Linked DNA regions of Mus musculus: all the other regions are linked to region 1. Evidence: chromatin contacts called from public HiChIP or PLAC-seq and promoter capture Hi-C data. All regions are on one chromosome and are shown on one strand. Each heading gives the region's core, a stretch centred on a gene start, on an enhancer-like site or on the middle of the called end of the contact. The rest is flanking DNA. Distances are from core to core; before and after follow the strand shown.

Evidence for each region. Promoter capture Hi-C pulls out the DNA fragments that hold promoters and counts their contacts. HiChIP or PLAC-seq counts read pairs in DNA pulled down with a chosen protein or histone mark.
Region 2: a contact with region 1 is called in a FOXA1 HiChIP or PLAC-seq map of pancreatic cancer cells. The contact joins the promoter of Slc12a4 here to the promoter of Has3 in region 1. A contact is called at or near these places in 1 of 39 promoter capture datasets (embryonic stem cells) and 1 of 115 datasets of contacts at active chromatin or transcription factors (pancreatic cancer cells).
Region 3: an HNF4G HiChIP or PLAC-seq map of pancreatic cancer cells shows a contact between it and region 1. The contact joins the promoter of Dus2 here to the promoter of Has3 in region 1. A contact is called at or near these places in 1 of 39 promoter capture datasets (liver) and 1 of 115 datasets of contacts at active chromatin or transcription factors (pancreatic cancer cells).
Region 4: a contact with region 1 is called in an H3K27ac HiChIP or PLAC-seq map of stem cell-derived neural progenitor cells, with 5 times the contacts expected there. The contact joins the promoter of Slc7a6 here to the promoter of Has3 in region 1. A contact is called at or near these places in 5 of 39 promoter capture datasets (the SN4741 cell line, hematopoietic stem and progenitor cells, hippocampal neurons and 2 more), 1 of 115 datasets of contacts at active chromatin or transcription factors (stem cell-derived neural progenitor cells) and 1 of 9 other capture datasets (liver).
Region 5: a promoter capture Hi-C map of liver shows a contact between it and region 1, with 2.2 times the contacts expected there. The contact joins the enhancer-like site here to the promoter of Has3 in region 1. A contact is called at or near these places in 5 of 39 promoter capture datasets (the 3T3-L1 cell line, cranial neural crest, hippocampal neurons and 1 more).
Region 6: a contact with region 1 is called in a promoter capture Hi-C map of embryonic stem cells, with 3 times the contacts expected there. The contact joins the promoter of 4930506A18Rik here to the promoter of Has3 in region 1. A contact is called at or near these places in 5 of 39 promoter capture datasets (the 3T3-L1 cell line, the SN4741 cell line, cranial neural crest and 1 more) and 1 of 115 datasets of contacts at active chromatin or transcription factors (astrocytes).
Region 7: a promoter capture Hi-C map of hematopoietic stem and progenitor cells shows a contact between it and region 1, with 4 times the contacts expected there. The contact joins the enhancer-like site here to the promoter of Has3 in region 1. A contact is called at or near these places in 5 of 39 promoter capture datasets (cranial neural crest, hematopoietic stem and progenitor cells, hippocampal neurons and 1 more), 1 of 115 datasets of contacts at active chromatin or transcription factors (pancreatic cancer cells) and 1 of 9 other capture datasets (macrophages).

What each region holds. Positions count from the first base shown.
Region 1 is chr8:106,869,474-106,872,215 of GRCm38.p6, reverse strand. It overlaps Has3 (hyaluronan synthase 3), which reads right to left and starts at 1,380. Exons shown (of 4, transcript NM_001331048.1): 1 at 1,265-1,380.
Region 2 is chr8:105,964,759-105,967,500 of GRCm38.p6, reverse strand. It overlaps Slc12a4 (solute carrier family 12, member 4), which reads left to right and starts at 1,386. Exons shown (of 24, transcript NM_009195.3): 1 at 1,386-1,576. The coding sequence starts at 1,462.
Region 3 is chr8:106,010,153-106,012,894 of GRCm38.p6, reverse strand. Dus2 (dihydrouridine synthase 2) reads right to left here and starts at 1,417. Exons shown (of 16, transcript NM_025518.4): 1 at 1,317-1,417. It overlaps Ddx28 (DEAD box helicase 28), which reads left to right and starts at 1,409. Exons shown (of 1, transcript NM_028038.3): 1 at 1,409-2,742. The coding sequence starts at 1,471.
Region 4 is chr8:106,167,440-106,170,181 of GRCm38.p6, reverse strand. It overlaps Slc7a6 (solute carrier family 7 (cationic amino acid transporter, y+ system), member 6), which reads right to left and starts at 1,328. Exons shown (of 10, transcript NM_178798.4): 1 at 1,228-1,328.
Region 5 is chr8:106,245,265-106,248,006 of GRCm38.p6, reverse strand. Prmt7 (protein arginine N-methyltransferase 7) reads right to left here. Exons shown (of 18, transcript NM_145404.1): 14 at 783-944. Among named protein-coding and RNA genes, the nearest start is that of Prmt7, 36 kb to the right of the region's middle. Within about 2 kb of position 1,381, at least 9 of the 459 cell types and tissues checked have an H3K27ac peak or open chromatin away from gene starts, as enhancers often do. A contact at or near this core is called in liver, where this site is marked.
Region 6 is chr8:106,280,872-106,283,613 of GRCm38.p6, reverse strand. 4930506A18Rik (RIKEN cDNA 4930506A18 gene) reads right to left here and starts at 1,385. Exons shown (of 3, transcript NR_126091.1): 1 at 1,191-1,385. The region is part of intron 2 of Smpd3 (sphingomyelin phosphodiesterase 3, neutral); the gene reads left to right.
Region 7 is chr8:106,307,163-106,309,904 of GRCm38.p6, reverse strand. The region is part of intron 1 of Smpd3 (sphingomyelin phosphodiesterase 3, neutral); the gene reads left to right. All of the region lies in intron 1 of 4930506A18Rik (RIKEN cDNA 4930506A18 gene), which reads right to left. Among named protein-coding and RNA genes, the nearest start is that of 4930506A18Rik, 26 kb to the right of the region's middle. Within about 2 kb of position 1,379, at least 91 of the 459 cell types and tissues checked have an H3K27ac peak or open chromatin away from gene starts, as enhancers often do. A contact at or near this core is called in hematopoietic stem and progenitor cells, liver and pancreatic cancer cells, where this site is marked.

The DNA of each region.
Region 1 (2,742 bases), core at 131-2,630:
CAGGCATACGTCCCCTGCCTAGTCTCCAGCTAGAGCTGATACATAGGGGACGCTGCGGGCCCTACTGCCCGCCTCGTTCTGGGAAGGGACGGGAGGTGCTGTGGCTGGCCCAGCAACCTGCGTCCTGGCGCCCCGCCTCGGTGCAGTTCCAGAGGCTGTCCGGTCAGGTCCAAGGCAGCTAAGGAAGCTCTCGCCACGCTCCTCACCCGGCTTGAGCTTCACCCCGCTGGCTAAAGCCACACAGCCACACCCACGTGCAGGTTTCCCACGACTCTGCTGGGAAGGAACGGAAAAGCCAAGGAACAACTGCCAGCCCAGACCCTACTCATCTTCTCAGGGCCCCAGGTACCTTGGCAAAGGAGTGCCTGCAAACAAAGGCAGCATCCCTGCAGTTGCCAGCCCCCTCCATCCGGGGGCCAGACCCCCTCCCCCTCAGGAATTAAGAGGTACCCATCTCCCTACAGAAGACCCAGGAAGGTTCTGCAGCTGGATATTCTATGTACAGTCAGGCTCTGGCACGGGCTCTTGTTGAGGTCCTCTGCCCAGAGAGGACACTGTATTTCCCCAAGCCGGTTAACCAGAATGTGATCTTATATCCTGGGCCGCTTCCTCCATCCTCTCAAAAGAGATCCAAGAAAGCTCGCCCAGGCTAGCTAAGGCGCACTTAGATTCAAGGGCACGAGGGTGGGGGCGCTTTACGGGATCCATGTCCCATAGGACAATGAAAAGAAATAAAAACCTCCAGGCAAGGACGCACACCTCCCTACCCAGCAGTAGAACTTTGAGGGCTGCAAGATTAACAGCAACTCTCCCACTGACAGGTGCGCCCTGCAGCCGGGCTCACGCACGGCAGTACAGAAACTTGCACTAGCGGCTGGAGCTCCTCCAATCTCTCCTAGGCACCCTTGGACCTCTCTGAACCGGCAAGGAGGAGGAACTCATCTCACAAACCTGTGCTGTAGGGACCAGATCGCTGGAGATCTCGGTGTCCCCGCAGGTGTGAACCCCCTGCGGGCGTGAGTTGGGGGGAGGGGCACTCTAGCCTCGCTCCCCGCACAGCCTCCCTCCACCCCCAATTCATTCACAAAACAAGAGCCGCAAGGGAGGAAGGGAGGAGAGGCTGCGGGAGCCCAGGATGTCGGAAGAAAGGGAGGAGGGGGTAGGGAACATGGTGCAAGCGACTGCCGCCGGGAAGCATTGAGCGGCCGGAGCCCCAGGGTCCCCAGGTCGCGGTAAGAGGCTCCGGCCCCTTGGGTGCGCTCACCGTGCCGCCGGCTGCCGGCGTTCCGGTGCTCAGCAGGCCCGCGGCGGCTCCATGCTCCTCCTCCGGCTCCCGCCGCCGCGCACTGCCTCCACGGTGCCGCTGGGGCTCCGACTGACGACCGCCTTGCCCAGCAGAGCCGCCTTAAGTATCGCGCGCGACCCACTGGGAAAGGCGCCCTCCTCCGGCACCAGGGCAGGGAAAGTTGGCAAGAGTGGGAGGGCTCCCGGAGCCCGCGGGAGCGCCCGGTGCCCGGCCACCGGCTGGCGCTCGCCAGACTCGGGGTCTGTCGTGGACCTAGCCCCTCCGAATCGAGAGTCGCAACCTCTGCCTCTAGAAAACTAGGGACCCCCAGTGCAGCCCAAGGCTCAGCTGCTCCACGCCGACCTCCGGGCCAGCAGCCTTGGAAAGGCTGTCATTGTCCCTAGCCTAGTACCTGAAGCATCGTTAACTTTCCGGATGACCAGTGGGGACCTACAAAATCGTTCATGTCCATCCCCGCCCCCACGCCCCGCTCCCGAAACCTGGAAACCTACTCACCCTGCAAACGGGCTACCCCAGAAAATCTTCTGAACGCCAAGGGGCGGCTCGCTATGTGAGGGGACTCCCTAAAAACCTTCCCGGTGGCAACAGAGAGGGACAGAAAAGAAAAATTGTCAAATAAAAGGAGGCTGGTCAAAGAAGGTGTTAACTATTATGACAAGCTGAGCTTTGAATTCCGCAGCGGGGCGCTGATGACTTTAAGGCTGTTTGCAAAAGCTGCAGATTGGTCTAGCAGGAATCCAGGAGGTTCCGGTCTTAAAGCCCAAACGGCTCTTCCTCCCCACCTTTCTTTCCCACGTCCCGACCTCTTAGGTCCCCATCCGACATCCTCGCTGGCAGTTCCGTGGTCCCTGGAAGTTGGTGTAGACTCCTCCGGTGAGGTGAAGCCGAGAGGGAGTCCAGGGGAGAAGAGTGTTTGTTAGAGGTAGAAACTCTAGAACCAGCTGGAGATCTCGAGGTTTTACATCTCAGAAAAACCTGAAGAGAAATTGTAATTAAAGACTAGTTTTAAAAATGAATTTATGGGTCCTCCAACCGTCAGAGATAACTTCGCAGGCGGAAACAATTTAATAGGCATGTGAGCTGCTCCAGTCAGGAAGCCATCCCTCTCAGACATGCCCATAGGTCACTTAGCCACAGAATCCACAACACAGCCACCCTGGGCCCCTGCTCCGCCCACTCCCACCCTGACAGACAAAATCAAAACCTTTCACCCTGCTTCATTCAGGAGAAACACCACTGCATGGGCTAAAGGGCTGGGCAGTGAGTGAGTTTGTTTTGTTGAGACAGAGTCTGTAGCCCGGGATAGGCCTTTGAACTTCCCATATAGCCAAGGATAGATAAACCTGAACTTCTTATCCTCTTTAACTCCGAAGAGAAGGATGAGGGCCACCACACCCAGTTTATTCACTGATGGGGACTGAATCCTGAGCTCTGTG
Region 2 (2,742 bases), core at 137-2,636, 900 kb after region 1:
GTTTATTTTTCAATTTTAAAGGTAAATTTAAATGTGTGTGTGTGTGTGTGTGTGTGTGTGAACCCTGGTACAGTCTGAGGGAGCTGGAGGGCATCAGATCCCCTGGAGCTAGAGACATATGCAGTCATAAGCTACCTGATGTGGGTGCTGGGGACTGAACTTGGGTCTGGGGCAAGAACAACAAAAGCTTGTAACCAGTGAGCCTTCTATACAGAGAGTGCAGGATAGGAGATGCAGAGCCGAGAGCACGCGCGCACAGCTGGAAAGCAGTTAAAGGTGCCAGAAAGAGAGGGAGGCCGATTGCAGCCCGGAAGAGCTGACTGGGAAGGGTTAGTTGTTGAGCTGCTTCAGGGAGGTCCTAGCCGAGCGGCCCACCCAGGCAGTTGGGGCTGGCGGGTGGCAGCAGAGGGCGCGGATTCTAGAGTCAGCCCAAATTCTAAAGGCTACACCAGAAAGGGAGAAAGAATGGAGATAGAGCAGAAAGATGAGCCCTGGAGCTTTCTGATAGGAAGGAAGCGGGGTGGGGTGGGGGAAGAGGCCAAAAGAACAACTCAGAAAGATAAAAATTCTCAAGTCAAGGCGACTAGGTAAGTTATCTGAGTGTGAAAGAAGTTAGCACCAAGAAAGGAAAGGACTCGGGTGCAGGAACCTCCAGGAGGTGAGGTTATGAAGGAGCAAGTTCAAATGAGATAACTGGGCTATCCCAAAGTGTCGATGAGGGATGGGCCGGTGTAACCTCTAGCGAGGAGGGAGCGGACTCCTCTAGGAAGGGCATACGATCTTCAACCACCTGCTAAGGGAGAGGCTGCAGCGAGCAGAACTGAGGGAGAGACCGTAGGCTACCAAAGTCCTGGAGAAGCGTTAGAGAGAAATGATGGTAATGGAAGAGTATGTATGTGAGGGTGATGAAAGACTTGAGGAGGTTTGGGGTGGTCACTGTGACATTGACCAGGTCCTGCTAGCTTTCCCGCTATGGAAGAGTATGTATGTGAGGGTGATGAAAGACTTGAGGAGGTTTGGGGTGGTCACTGTGACATTGACCAGGTCCTGCTAGCTTTCCCGCTAAATAACAAAAAGTGACTGAGAGCTAATTAGATTCAGGGAACAGAGCCAGTGCACCCTGCGCCCCGTCTCACCATCATAATACCCCTAAAAGTTAAAATACTTTCCCTCACTTTATTAAGTATCGCATTTGGGGCTCAGAGAGGGCAACCCCTTACCCAAAGACACACAGGAACCCTACCCTCCAGCAGCTAGAGTACTTCGTTCCCGGGGTCCTCTCATCCCCCCTCGGGGAGGAGCCGACCCGAGCCCCTCCTGCTCCCCGCCCCCGAGGGGCGGCCCGGGGGGCGGGTGGAGGAAGTGAGCGCAGCGGGGTGGAATGCGAGCGGGCGGGGCGGGCCAGCCTGGGGCGGCGGGGACTGCCGGCTGGAGGCCGGGACCGCGGGCCAAGCGCGCGCGATGCCTCACTTCACCGTGGTGCCGGTGGACGGGCCGCGACGCGGCGACTATGACAACCTCGAGGGGCTCAGTTGGGTGGACTACGGCGAGCGCGCCGAGCGGGAAGACTCGGACGGTGAGGGTGCGCCCGGCGGGGGCTGTGGCCGGGACGGGGGGCATCTACACGGGACTCGCGCCTTCGGACCGCGCGCGCAGACGTCCATGCAGGACTCCACTTTTCTTGCTCCTTGCGCGCTCAGACCGATGAGTCTTTTTGGTCCGGGACTCCCGGGCTAGGTCGTCCTCCACCCACTCCCAGCTCCTCCCCCGAGGGCCGCGGGCGGGGGCTGCAGACGTGGCCGCCTTGGGAGGCCGGGTAACGGGCTGCCTTGCTTAGGCTGGCGCCGAACGCGCCACGGGTCTGGGTCCAATGGAAGCCTGGATTGTAGCTTCCTCACTTTCTGTGAATCGCCCCCATCCTCTTGAGTGTCACCCTCTCTTCCTCTATGACTCACCGCCCCTCTCTTGTCCTTTCCCTACCCCTGCCTCCTTGCACACTGGCCCGGTAGGAGCAAAGGGTGTGCTCGCTGAAGAGCCTGTGTTGGCCTTGGTCTACGTAGATCTGTGCGTATCATGGACACCTAGGGAGCAGTCACACGGGGCCAGGCTTGTCTAGGCACTGTACATGAAGCAACTCGCTTTAATCCTCCCAACCTCCCCCATGGGACAGGTTCTGTTACTCGCACTTAGGAAGGAGTGAAGGGCGGTGGGGAAGAGTTATGTAACTTGTTCCAGTGGGATTCAAACCCGGATATGAGAATGTAGTGCCTTAACCTAGGTATCAGGGCTGGTTATAGAGGTAAACCCTTTCTCCCTTCCAGTGCCCCATCTCTCCATCTTCCACCCACGGAGGCTCCTCACACTTGGAATGGGAACGGTCCTGGTTATATGTGTCTGTCTGTATAGCTGTCCAGGCATGTGTAAATGCACGTGTGTCGCTGAGTATCACAGGGTCAGGTCAGGACGTCCTTATGGCTACTGTTTCCAGGAAGGCTGCCAGTGATGAGCCTGGTGCTATGATAACAAATGCCTGTGATGTCTGAGGCTGACCGTGATAGAAAGGTGTAGGAAATGTGTGTTGTGTCTGGTGATGGTATCGGAGGCTATCTGATAGGTCTGTGATGGTGACATGCTTGAGGGGTAGTCTGTGCTTCATGTGAACGGTGACTGAATGACCTGCCTGCCATGTGGACATACAGGCCAGGGGCATGGACTGCAGATGTCACGGAGATTTGTCAGGTT
Region 3 (2,742 bases), core at 168-2,667, 860 kb after region 1:
AGCTATGCCCCAACGCTCTCCCACATGATTTAAATCATCTGCAAACTGCTTATGACTAATGCAATATAAACATGATGTATATACTTGTTATACTGTATTGTTAGGGAGTAACATTAAAGAAAAATGTCTATACATATTTAGTACAGACACATTTTTTTTCATGAATATTCTCACTCTACAGTGGAAAATTCCACAGAGGTCCACCTATAAATATGGAGGGCCAGCTCTAATGAATGAAATTAAACTTTTTTTTTTTTTAGATTTATTTATTTATTATATGTAAGTACACTGTAGCTGTCTTCAGACACTCCAGAAGAGGGAGTCAGATCTTGTTACAGATGGTTGTGAGCCACCATGTGGTTGCTGGGATTTGAACTCCGGACCTTCGGAAGAGCGGTCGGGTGCTCTTACCCACTGAGCCAACTCACCAGCCCATGAATGAAATTAAAACACTTTCTCCAGACGTTAGGAACCTCCCAGGTAATCAATCCACAAACATTGACCTTATCTCCCACTCCAGACACTTGATGCCCATTTTTTCAGATATGTTCAAAAAGTATGAAGTAAAAAAAAAAAATTAAACGTTTAATAACCTGAACCACTAAATTCATGTCAAGTAGTCTGCTTGACCGGTGCTATGTGAGATAAGTTTCATCACTCCAGGAGGGTAACGGGACCCTTCTTTCTACTTCTAGTCAGGCAATTCGGAATCTGCCTGAGAAGCCAGTGGCTATGAGCAGACCGCTAGAGTGATGGGTCCAGGCTGAGATGCATGGGGGGGGGGGGGGGGCGACGACAAGGAAAGGAGGGTGAAACTTGCCTGGAGAGGTAGGGTCAAAGTGTAAAAAAAAAAAACCTGAGAAACTACACCTGAAAGAACGGAGACCATCTCTCTAACTTCAAAGACGAAATAAGCTGAAGGCCACCAGCATGCACTCTGGGTTCTAAACTAAAGAACTGGGTTGAGCTTAAACCCAGACTCCCAACTTCTGTCTCAGTCCCCTGGCCTACCATTCATTCAGTCTCAGCAAACTTGCATCACCCAGGCTTTGAGTGGATTGCATATCTACGAAAACATCGTCGAACTTTGTACCTTTGGAGTTCTATGGGATGACTGAGCGAGGCAATGAAGACCACAAGTTAAGACTATCAGAAATTAAGCACTCAAATGACAGAGGCCATCCTCACTCGATTCCTTGAGCCAGGGACCCATGGCCCCCTCCTACTGCGGACTCCCATTCCTGCCTCCACCGAGTACCCTTCCCCAAAGATGACTCCAATCTGGACATCGCCATGCCGGGTGGAAACCTACAGACCTCGCAGCCACTGAACTCTTAAGGATCCTCCTCCCTCCTTCCAGCCGGTGCTGCAGCGCCACACGCCACCCTGATCCGCGCCAGCCACCGTACTCCAGACTACGGTGGCGTGCTTGACGTCATTAGCGCGCGCCTCTTCTGCATCAAGGGAAATATGGCTTTAGCCGGGCCATCGCGGCTGCTGGCGTTAGCAGTACGGTTGCTTCTGGAGCCTCGACGGAACCTAGTGGTGCGCGGTTCCGACCAGTCCTTGCCAGTGGTGCGCGTTCCGCGGGCTCTGCAGCGACGGCAGGAACAGCGACAGAGCGGCCGTGGGAGTTTGCAGCGGCCAGTGCTAGTGCGCCCCGGTCCCCTGCTGGTCTCGGCGCGGCGGCCGGAGTTGAACCAGCCCGCACGCCTCACGCTGGGCCGTTGGGAGCGAGCGCCACTGGCTTCCCGTGGCTGGAAGCATCGGCGATCGCGGCAAGACCATTTCTCCATAGAGCGAGTGCAGCAAGAGGCGCCCGCCCTGAGGAACCTCTCGTCCCGGGGCAGCTTCGTGGACCTGGGTCTGGAACCCCGAGTGCTGCTGGCGCTTCAGGAGGCTGTCCCCGAAGTTGTGCAGCCAACCTCAGTGCAGTCGAAAACCATCCCCCCACTGCTTCGAGGCCGCCACCTCCTTTGCGCTGCGGAAACTGGCAGTGGCAAGACGCTTAGCTACCTACTGCCCCTATTTCAGCGGCTCCTGAGAGGGTCAGACCTGGACTCCCGCAGTTTCACGGCTCCTCGAGGCTTGGTTCTGGTACCTTCCCGAGAACTAGCCGAACAGGTGCAGGCAGTGGCCCAGTCACTGGGTGGGTACTTGGGCCTGCAGGTGATAGAACTTGGCGGAGGCCTCGGGATGAGTAGGCTCAAACTTCAGCTGTATAGACGACCGGCAGCCGATGTGTTAGTGGCTACTCCAGGGGCGCTGTGGAAGGCTCTGAAAAGTCAACTGATCAGCTTACAGCATCTTAACTTCATAGTGCTAGATGAAGTAGACACACTGCTAGATGAAAGCTTCCTGGAACTGGTGGACTACATCTTGGAAAAGAGCCCTATAGCAGAAAGTCCAGCCGAGTTAGAAGACCCCTTTAATCCCAAAGCCCAGTTAGTGCTGGTGGGAGCCACGTTTCCAGAAGGCCTAAACCAGTTACTGAGTAAAGTCACCAGTCCAGACAGTCTGACCACCATTACCAGCTCCAAGCTGCACTGTCTCATGCCTCATGTCAGACAGACATTTATGAGACTGAAGGGAGCAGACAAGGTGACAGAACTGGTTCAGATCCTCAAACAGCAGGACAAAGCAAGTAAGACGGAACCCTCGGGAACTGTCCTGGTATTCTGCAACAGCGCCAGCACCGTGAACTGGCTTGGGTACATTCTGGATGACCACAAGATTCAACAT
Region 4 (2,742 bases), core at 79-2,578, 700 kb after region 1:
TCTGTATGAAATCACAATGGAACTTGAACAAAATAGGAAGCCTGGGTAGATTCCTCAAGGACCTCACCAGGTAAAGAAGTAAAAATGACCCCAGGAAGCAGTTGCAGACTTTAAAATCTGCTCCCCCTAAGTCTTTAAATCCGAGATCGATTGGCTCTCAGATATAAGGAGCCAAACAGCTGAGCATATATAGCCTGTTAGATGAGCTGCCCAAAACTGAGAGGGGTCGTTCTCCCCGCCCCCCAATAACAGCGGAGATTGCATTCTCTCCAACACATAACCCAGTGATCTCGATTGGTTCCCCAAGACTTGTTAAATTAGGTGTTTTCTATTTATACTGACCCATTACACAACGCGGTGACCAGCCTTTTGGCTTGGTGTGCAGAGTAACAGAAATTTTCCGAACATTTCCCAAATATTTCCTGATAATTGTGACATGAGATGGTCCAATGAGACGACAAAATACAGGAGACACTCAAAAGAGTAAGAGCACCGTGTTCCCAAACGCCAATACCTCAGCACTCTAAAAGTCCCAACCGGAGTCAGAGGTTTCAACAGCCCCCAAGAAGCTGCATTCCTGCATTCACACACCCGCCCTGCTGTCTCTGCCCTCCTCACACACAACGGCTTCTTCCTCCTCCTCCTCCTCCTCCTCCTCCGCCACCTCTCAGTGCTCCAGGGAGGTTCACCCAGGCTCGCACGGTCACGGACTGCGAAGGGCTCAGTCCTTCAGCCTTCACGCCCGCTTCTCTCACACTCAAACCTCCTTCACCGTCTCCGTCTCTCTCAGGGTCGCACACACTCCAGAGCCACCCTCACGCCCACGGTTTTCCTCCTCGCACTCTGGGTTTTTCCGTCTACACACACACACAAACAAACACACACACACACACACACACACACACACACGGCCCCTTACACTCACCATCTCACAGTTTTTCACAAACAGTCCCCCTTACACTCGGGATCTTGCACACTCACAAAGCCACCCTCGGGGTCTCTCTCCCCACACACGCGCCCGCGCGCGCGCCTGCGTCTTCCTCACACGGCGGTCCACTCCAGGGATCCACGCTCCCGGCGTCCTCTTCTCAGCCGCCGCGTCTCTCCCGCGCCCTCCGCCCCACGCGGTTTCCGGCCCCGCATCCAGCACGCGGCCACGGAGGCCACGCAAGAGTGTTCGGCCGCACACCAGAACGACCCCGAGCCGAACCGGAGCCAGCCCCTCACCTCCTCGGCCTCGCCAGCTACCTCCTCGTGGCCCGGAGCTTCCAGGATGCTCGGTCGCGCCGTCGCCCCGGCGGCCGCTCAAGCCCCGCCCACGCCACGTCACTCGCACCGGATCGCGACAGCGCGCGCCGCCAGGGGACCCGGCTCGGAGCGGGGGCCCCAGGCGGCGTTGCTTCCGGGCACTGGAGCACGCCGGGGCCCTGGGCGATCCGCGTACCGTTACGGAGCAGCCTCCAGCAGGCCGCGCCCGGACTCTCCCCGCGGGCTGTGACTGGGGTGCGGTCACCCTCACCTGGGATGGACACTCCCCGGCTCCCCACGCAGTCACTTGAAGCCTCTGGGGCTCCACGTGAGGATGCTGCTGCTTGGAGCTCTAACGGGCCCACACACACCTTCTCCTCCTTGGCCTTTGGGGACTGCACGCCCAGTGGGACCCCAGACAGTTGACACAAAGAGCTCTGGACCGCCTCCCTATCTAGATAACTGCCTCCCTTCAGCCCGGGAACCCAGGAAGAAATACACTCCCGGGACCGGTGCTCTGACACTCAGTTCAGACTCCATTAGACCCAGGAAGGCTGCCACTTCTGGCTCTCTTCGCTTTGTCCTGGTCTCCCCCGACCCTGCTGACACCCCTCTTGGGGATGCTGGGACATCCTGACCTTTTCTTCTCCCGTTGGTTGCTCCTCTATCTCCTTTTAGGTTATCTTTTTCCTCTAGTGGCGCTGGCGTTCATTCTAAGACTTCCTGCCTTTTATATTCCACCGGACCTTCTAACAACTGACCAGTCTGGCAGGGATAAATATAGTCTAACGAGACAGTTGTGCTTTTCTCGTAGGCTATCAGACTTTAAAAACAAAACAAAACAAAAAAAAAAAAAAAAAAACAAAAAACAAGAACAAAAAACCCAAGAAATCAGTATTTCCTCCAGGAATAGCCTGCTAGGAGATCAAGTGGACGAAACATCTAAAGGAGGAACATATCTCCTGGCTAAATATTTACAACTTGTCAGATACCTTGAAAGAAACAGACTTGGGAGTTTGTTTGCAAGGGACCCCATTCTTTCTGCATTTCTCGCTTAAGATTTAAACCTTATTGAGAGATAAGTAGTGTGCCGGGCAATAGTGCCCATACCTTTAATCTCAGCATTCAGGAGGCAGTGGGAAGTCACTCTATGTGAATTCGAGGCCATCCTGGTCTACAAATCGAGTCCAGGACAGCCAGGGTTCTGTTACACTTAAACTTTGGAAAAACCAAATAATTAACTAAACCTCTCCTAAAGTGCTCTCCTTCCTCCTTCCTGATGAATGAAAAAAACAGGGACATGATCACTCCTAGGTATGGTTGAAGAGAAGGTTTTTTGTTTTTTGTTTTTTGAGACAGGGTTTCTCTGTATAGCCCTGGCTGTCCTGGAACTCACTCTGTAGACCAGGCTGGCCTCAGACTCAGAAATCCACCTGCCTCTGCCTCCCAAGTGCTAGAATTAAAGGCATTGCACCACCACTGCCCGGCGAAGAG
Region 5 (2,742 bases), core at 132-2,631, 620 kb after region 1:
ATGACACTAAGTCTCCTCCTAAGGAAACAATTACTTAGAACTCCTAGACTGAGGATGCTGTAGGCAGCTCTCAGGGACCTGGGGGCCTGTGAACACAGCATGAAAGGAGAGAAGGCCCCCAGCACACTCTGGACAGTTCATCTCCTGCCTTAGCCAGGTTAGAATAAGCACACTTTTCTACAGCCACTCTTCAGTCACGAGAGCCAAGACCCGTATGGAAATTCCATTGGGTAAATAACAGAAAAATGCCCAGAAATTAAGAGATGGAAGCATGAGGCTACAGATAGAGCCATTCTCTTACAAGAATATCAAATGTGATTCACTCTCCATTTCAGGTACAAAGCACTTCAAAATCCTTTTAATAAAAAAATGCCTTTCCCAAAATGACTTGGTGACTACTGTGCTTCTGCTTTGATGAGAGAATTAAAATGAAGCTTTTCAATTCCTTCTTGCATAAAAAAAGAGAAGTCCCCTTCTCGGAACGCTCTAACAGCCGCGGCCTCCATTCTCCTAAGAGCACGGCGAGCTGCACAGTCAGAGCGTGCCTCCTGAAACACTTAATTTATGTCTTTAATTATTCTGATAAGCCACAATTGTAAAATGACAACACACAGTCATTTCCATTTCATATGTCAAATTACTGCTTTTTAAAAGTGCAGCCACTGATGCAGAAAAGAAAAGTGTCGTCGGCAGGGCCCAAGCTGCTCCCTCTGCACTCAAGGACTCTCGGGCACACAGCCTCCCCACCCTGTTGCTTTTCCATAGAGTCCTGGGTCACTTACCCTGAACTCCACAATCACGGCATGCAGTGAGGCAGCCTGAGGCATCACCACAGCTCCAGGTGCTAGGTGCTGGTCCACAGAGGTACGGACATACCAGAAGTACAGGTTGTGCCATGGCAGCAGGCTGGTGGTGAAAAAGGGTTCACCCAGGAGGAGGGAGACCTGGCAACAGGACAGGAAAAACCAAGTGTCAGGAGTGAAGCTAACACGTGAGGGGCACTCGGCAATTTCACGGGAGCATGTAACAGTCCGTCTCTCCGTCCATTCATTCACTCATTCATTTACTCATTCATTCCCTCAGTTAACAAATGAGCATGCTCCTGAGGACACAGAGGACAGCAGAACAGAGGAAGGACACAAACAGGGGAGGGGGCAGTCGTCACTGGAAAGAAGCCGCGGTTAGTGCATGCAGGCGCTTCAGAGAGGGCTTCCTGAAGGAATTCTGCCAATCCACAAACGACTGTTTCACCCCAGTGTATCCATACCAGATGAACAACATGTCATTGTCAATGAACCCAAGCAGATGTGGACACTGGCAGCAAGGTCCCTGGCAGACGGCATTTCCATCACCATTTGTGAAATAAGCAAACAGATTTATGTCTAAGAGTCAGAAGTCAGACCGAAGGGCAGAGACCAAGCAAGGGTGTGAGTGAGAGCAAGGCCCTCTAGACCTAAGTCAGGAGAGGATGTGGGCAGGCCAGCAAGAGGAGTCCAGACCAGCCAGGATCCAAATAGCTAAGGAGGCCCAACTTGCCCTGAAGGCAAGAGGCCTTCCTAAAAGCTTTAGCCAGGGATTCAAAAGATAGAGCATGTACTTTAAAAGATCCTTCTAAGGACCATGAGGTATACAGGCAGAACACTGCAAGTAGAAAGGTGACTGGCGACACTCCAAGGGAACGTTACAGCACTCAGGCTGTGTGGGTCGGGAAAGCCCAGGCAGGGTCTGAGACTCTCCATGGCCTCAGTGAACGGGAAGCAGAGGACGGGCAATGGACACAGCACAAGTCAGACCAGGGTTCACCCTGAAACTACAATGTATATGGAGCCTTGAATATGTTAAATGTAAGAAGTCAGTTACAAAGGGCCATGTAGTATATGATTTCAAATATATTATTCATCTAGAATAGGCAAACCCCCAGAGACAGAGAGTAAACTAGTGGCGGCCTAGAGTGTGGGAACACATGAGTGTGGCCACCAATAGAAAAAGAGTATCTTTGAGGGTCATAAAAATGCCCTCAAGCTGACCTGGTGATAGCCGCATACTTCACAGTTACCTCACTTGGCCATACACTTTAAATGAGTGACTTGTATGCTGTATGGATAAATCCCAGCTGTCATTTTATAAAAAGCATGAGGGGAAATAGGCAAGAGGCTTACACACATCATCAACTGAGACTTACACACAGCTGACAAGAACATGAAAAGATGCTCACGATTACTGGCTATCAAGAAGAAACAAAGTCAAAGCACAACGACAGCGAGTGTGTTCCCACTCAAAAGGAGAGGACACACAAGGAATCCTCGCACACTTGCTGGACAACAGTGCAGCAGTCGTTGCTTCTTTTCTTTATAATGTTCTTTTCTTTATGTGCATTGGTGTTTTGTCTGCGTGTATGTCTGTGTAAATGTCAGAAATGCAACTGGAGTTACAGACAGCTGTGAGCCACCATGTGGGTGCTAGGGATGGAACCCAGGTCCTCTGGAAGAGCAGCAGCCAGTGCTCTCATCTCCCCAGCCCTCAGTGGCTTCTTAAGAAGTTACACACCCATCACTGGAAAGAGAGGCCCATTGGACACGCAAACTTTATATGCCCCAGTACAGGGGAACGCCAGGGCCAAAAAGGGGGAGTGGGTGGGTAGGGGAGTGGGGGTGGGTGGGTATGGGGGACTTTTGGTATAGCATTGGAAATGTAAATGAGCTAAATACCTAATAAAAAATGGAAAAAAAAAAAAAAAAAAAG
Region 6 (2,742 bases), core at 136-2,635, 590 kb after region 1:
TGCTGAGGGCATTATTTCTATAGACGTGAAGTTAGAGTTACCTTTGTTTCAGAAAAGTATAAGCTGTCGCTTGGGAGAGGGTATCCTGCCTGAGCTGCCGGTGATTCTAGGGAATAGCCCATTCAACTCCAGTTGGTTTTGTCATCCGGGAGAGGCAGAAGCATCCAGGAACCTGACCGCACTTGGAGCCTCCAGGGACCGTAGTCTCACTTGGAGCTACAAATCCAACAAGGGTCACCTCAGGTACCGGTCTGTGGTCTGAGCAGGCGCATGTCTGGACCACTGCTGGCTCCTCGGCCCCTGCTTTGCTGTGCTGGGTAAATGGCCCTCTTTTCATGCGCCCCCCCCCCCCCCCAGCTACCGCTGCCTATTTAAGCTAGGGGCCCTGACTCCCAGCCAGACACAGCCAGCTTCCAGAACCAGGAGAGCAGAGCAGCCTGCGCCACTCACCCAGGGATGAAAGGTCCTTCTGTTTCACCACTTCCAACTGATGCCATTTCCTTCCAACTGGTGTGTACTAAATGATGTCGCTGACGGGGGTTGGGGCAAGAACTGATTCTGCCCCTACCTGGGAGTATGCTGGGATATAGTTGGCAGAGGAAGGCTCTGATTGAATTGTTCCCATTTCTATTACTTGACTTGATACGACCCTATTTTCAAAGAGGAAGAAAGGGTGTAGTTTGTGAATGGGCAGGGGAGAGCACATTTCAAAACAAGGTCTGGCTCAGAATATCAATTATCTCATAGAATTTTCTCTTTGAAAAGGGGGCCTATAAATGTCAAGGTTACCAAGATTTCATTTCCCTTCAGAAACCCCTTCCTAGAACCAGCTCTTGTCATTTAGTTCTACTTGGAAAATACATGCAGGGAATTTTGGGACCGAAGGAGCTATGCAGTTGTCGGGTGACAATTTGGTAAACTGTAGGACGGCAAAGACTACCTGACGGACAGTACTGAGAGACTGGAGTGAGTACCTCCCACCGTGGCTAGCTTGAGTTTCAGAGATTGTTCAGGTCACCACTCTGGTTAGCTCATCTCCTTTCAGGTCCTGACTGCCTTGACGTCTTGGGAAGGATGGCCCAAAGGGAGTAGAGGCTGAGAGTCACACAGGCTTCTGTGGGTCGGGTGGAGCCTGGCTCCTATAAGATCACTTACAGAGGAATGCTAGCCCGTGTTCTTGAATCACCCACCTGTCAAGGGTAAAAAGGCAGGATTCCAAGGCTAGGGATCAGGGTCTCCTCCAAGAGGCCGGGTCAGCAAGATAACTTCTCAGTTTCCACTGGGCTGAAGTCCTGAGGATAGGGTTGGGGCAGGATCTTTTCTCTGATAGAAAAGGCCAGGGTACTAGGCCTTTTGGAACTAGGGCCTCTGGAGAATCCAGAGTCGCTTTGAATAGAACCTAGAACTATGGGCTTCTTTCTTCCCACCCTGTTCTGGAATAGACAAGTTCCTTTGATGTTAGTCATGGGGAGCCAAGACCCTGCATCATCCCTCAATGTTCCAGGGGAGGGGTGTTGGAGGCTCAAAGGTTAAGAGACTTGCTCAAGACCTTCCCCAGCTGGACAGATAGCTGGAGAAGAAGCAGGTTTTCTCTGGAGCTTATATCTTACCCAGGGGGAGCTAAACTATAAGACATTCCTACCAGTGCTTCCAAGAAAAGATGAATTCAGTCTCAGATGTCAGATTCATTCAATAACAGGGGTCTCTAAGAAATGTGGGAACCCTTCTCAGGTTGTGTGGATGATACAGGGGCTTAAGACCGAGCAGAACAGTGGAGGTGAAGGAGGAAGACAAGAGGAGAGCTGCTCTTGCTATGTTGGGTACAGGATGAGCTTGATAGACCACGATCAAGGCATAGGTGGTGACAGCCAAGGACTGGCCAGTGATTCGGGGGTGTGGCTCTCACATGAGGCCTGGGCAGAGCTGGAGGGCCAGGAGCCAGACCTATAAAAGAGAGAGGACACCTTCCCTAGGGCATAGGGCCACGGTCCCTGGGCTGGGAAAGCTGAGGTGGTATAGGTAAGCTGTAGCATTATGTCCTAAGGCCTCCACTCCCTGAATACCCTCCCAATTGTACCTCGGAGGCCGTGTACCCACTCAGCCTTCCTTCCTTCTGCTGGTATGTCCACCTTTCTCTCCTAACGGCTACAAATCCCTCTGGTTCTTCCTCACAACTCTTCTTTCTTCCTGAACTCCAGCCAAGGAGTTGACCACCAACCCTTTCCTGATCAAGTTTGGCCTCGGCACTCTCCTGCTTCCCCACCCCTCTATACCTGGGAGGCAGAGATTACACAAAGCTGCCAGAGAGGGTCCTGATTGTTATGGCTTCACCTACCAGAGCAACTCCCGGCCCACGGCAGGACTCTGCATTTGCTTCTCTGCTGCACCCCTTTTTAACCTGCACACTAAGGGCTTGCCTGGGTGCAGCAGCCCATGTGGAAGGGTCATCCATCTCACTTGGAGCCCTTCCCACCTGTCAATCTTCCTCACTTTCTGTTGCCTAAACCCCGCCCTCATCCCCTCTGGCTGCACTTCTGTTAGGATACTCACACCCAAGTCCAGTGAGGGTGTGGCAGCACCTCCTGTGAGGTCTTTGTACCCTGCTCGCCTGTGTGGCCGTCTTGTTCCAGTCACCGGCTCATCACCCTTTCAGGTCCTGATTGCTTGGACCTCCTGTCTCCAGAGGCAAGGACACAAGGCCCAAGAGGCCCCTCCTCAGGTAAGACAGACTTCTGGAGCTTC
Region 7 (2,742 bases), core at 130-2,629, 560 kb after region 1:
CTGATCTGGAGTAGCTGTGTCTTGACAGATGTCCCTAACTCTTGCCAAGCAAACATGTCTGTCTGACAACACACGACTGTATGTGTTTGTTTATACCTTACTTTGTTCCACATGGCATTTGGGGTAAAGAGGGAGATGTGAGACACAGCAAGACACAAAAAGACAAAATGAGGAAGACAAGCTAAAGACACTTCGAAGATGCCAGGATCTTTCTTCTGCCAGCGACAGGTCTCTGACTGGGCCCCAAGCTTTCTGCAGCCATGTTGTGGGGGCAAGGGGCAACAGGGATCTCCTCCCATTGTTGGTATTTGCAGCATAAACATAAAACAAAATGGACCAAAGACTTTAAAAGCACCAATTTTCCTAATTTCAGGTCCCCAAAACAAATGCACCCCAAGTGGCACCCTTGGGAGGCTTTAACCTAAAAGCACAGAGCAGAAGAATTAAAGGGGCCTTTGTTCTCCTGGCTCCCATCAGCAGCCCCATCACGGCTTAGCCAAGGTAGCTCTGGAGGATGTAGAGGACTAGGAGGATGTGTAGTTTAGCCTCTCTCAGCTGAGCCATGCAGCTGTCCAGATCTGGATCTCTTGAGCCTGCACAGCTTTGTAGTGAGTTCAAGGAAATGAAAGTGGGATTGGATTGGGCAGAGGCATAAGAAATGATCCCAAATTGGTTGCAGTAGAAATCTCAATGGTTCTTTAGGGAGTGTGGTAGCTGAAATGGCTCTTTAGAACTGTCCCAAAGACAGCCCAAGGGGCCTGGCCTTGTATTCCCTCCCCATCTGCCTGTCATTTGTCACCAACCACCCTTGAATAGGGGCTTAACCTTAATCAAGCCGGGGAGGGGGACACAGCTGTGAGATATTGCCAGTGGGCTTTGGGTGCAGCATTCATGACCATTGCCCAACAATCAGAAGACAACAATCAGAAGACAACAATCAGAAGACAACAATCAGAAGGCAACAATCAGAAGGCAACAATCAGAAGGCAACAATCAGAAGGCAACAATCAGAAGGCAACAATCAGAAGGCAACAATCAGAAGGCAACAATCAGAAGACAACAATCAGAAGACAACAATCAGAAGACAACTTTCTAGCATAGAGCTCACTGAGGCTTATGTACCCTCTAGCACCAGGCGTTCCACTTAGACTGGCCATACAGGACAGAGGGCCTCTGCTCTCAAGCCCTAAGGCTGTTCCTCTTATCACAGATAACAATAACCTCAGCCTGTTAAACCTAATACACACACATACACACACACACACACACACACACACACACACACACACACTCCTGAATAAAAGCTCCAGAGAGCACCTAGCTTTAGCAGTATTACTACTTCCTGGTGTACGAGCCAAAGTAAACAGTTTGCTCAGCACACAAGGACAAGGCAGCATCGGCACAGTTGGGTGGTGCTGTTAACAGGAAATCTGCAGGTTAGACGATGATAACAGCCTTAAACTTGGACTTTGTAAAGTTTGCCAGAGAAGGGGGTCAGGAGGGACTCAGGGTGAAGCCAGCTGGAGTGACCTGTGGAGGGGAGGGTGGGGAAGTGTGGGCCTGACATATTTGAGGGTTGGAGGTCCCGGGGAAGCAGAGACATAAAGGGGCCTCTGGGATAACCTGCAGGAGACTGCAGGCTCTCCTGCTCCATCAGCAGTGCAAGGCTCCAGCTGCCACCTGAACCAGCTCTGCAGCTTTGCAGATGGTGTGTCCAAGGGTGGGCTTCCCGAAGGTTTCCAGATCTGTCTGTGGACACTAGCCTAAGGCTTACAATTGTCCCTGCTGGGTCTGTTTAAAGTTAGGTAACCTGAAAAGTGTAACCATGACCGCTGTATTTATATTATTCCAAGTTTGACTTTTAAGAAATATATCAGGTGCTTATGTTAAACATCGCCGTGAGGTTCCTCTTTACTGTCCCTTATATCTTTATATCCCTTATATCTTTATATCCCTTATATTCTTTAAATGAAGGCACATGAGGTATAGAGCAGAGGAGAGGGGCTGGCTCTGAGCCAGGCTTCCTGACCACTTTCATTCCTGGGAGTTCTCCTTGGTACATCCTGTCCACAGGAAGCAGCTGGCTCCTTGGTGACCATGCCTGATCACCAAGCACAGTGGCCACAGCAACCTGTAACTTTCCTTCCTGAAAGTTTGGTGTCTATGGCCCACAGAAAGCAGAACCAACAGCTCTGTTCAAAGCCTTTCGGTTCTGCCTGGCTTGACTTGCCGCCCTGGCCACACAGATGTTGTCAGTTTGAATCTGCTGTAATGAACTCTGTAAATAGCTTCCCTAATGGATAATCAATCATTTCAGAGATTTAATACTGAATCAGGCTGCTGGACACATGTGGGGGCAAAGCTGTTTGTATCTGATCCAAACAAACCTCCCTTCCTCTTTTACTTCGCAAAGCAAAACATGTCATATTAAATACCTAATGATCTACGACAGGTCTCCCATGACCTAAAAAGAAAAGCTAAAGACACAGACCATCCAAGACAATACAAATTACATGTAATTTGTGCATCTCTTGAAATTAGGTTCTTCATTTAAAGAATATAAAGGATAGTAAGGTAGACTCTCAATTTGCCATTTAACAGAAACATCTACTATATTTCTTAAAAGTCAAACTTGGAATAATATAAATACAGCGGTCATGGTTACACTTTTCAGGTTACCTAACTTTAAACAGACCCAGCAGGGACAATTGTAAGCCTTAGGCTAGTGTCCACAGACAGATC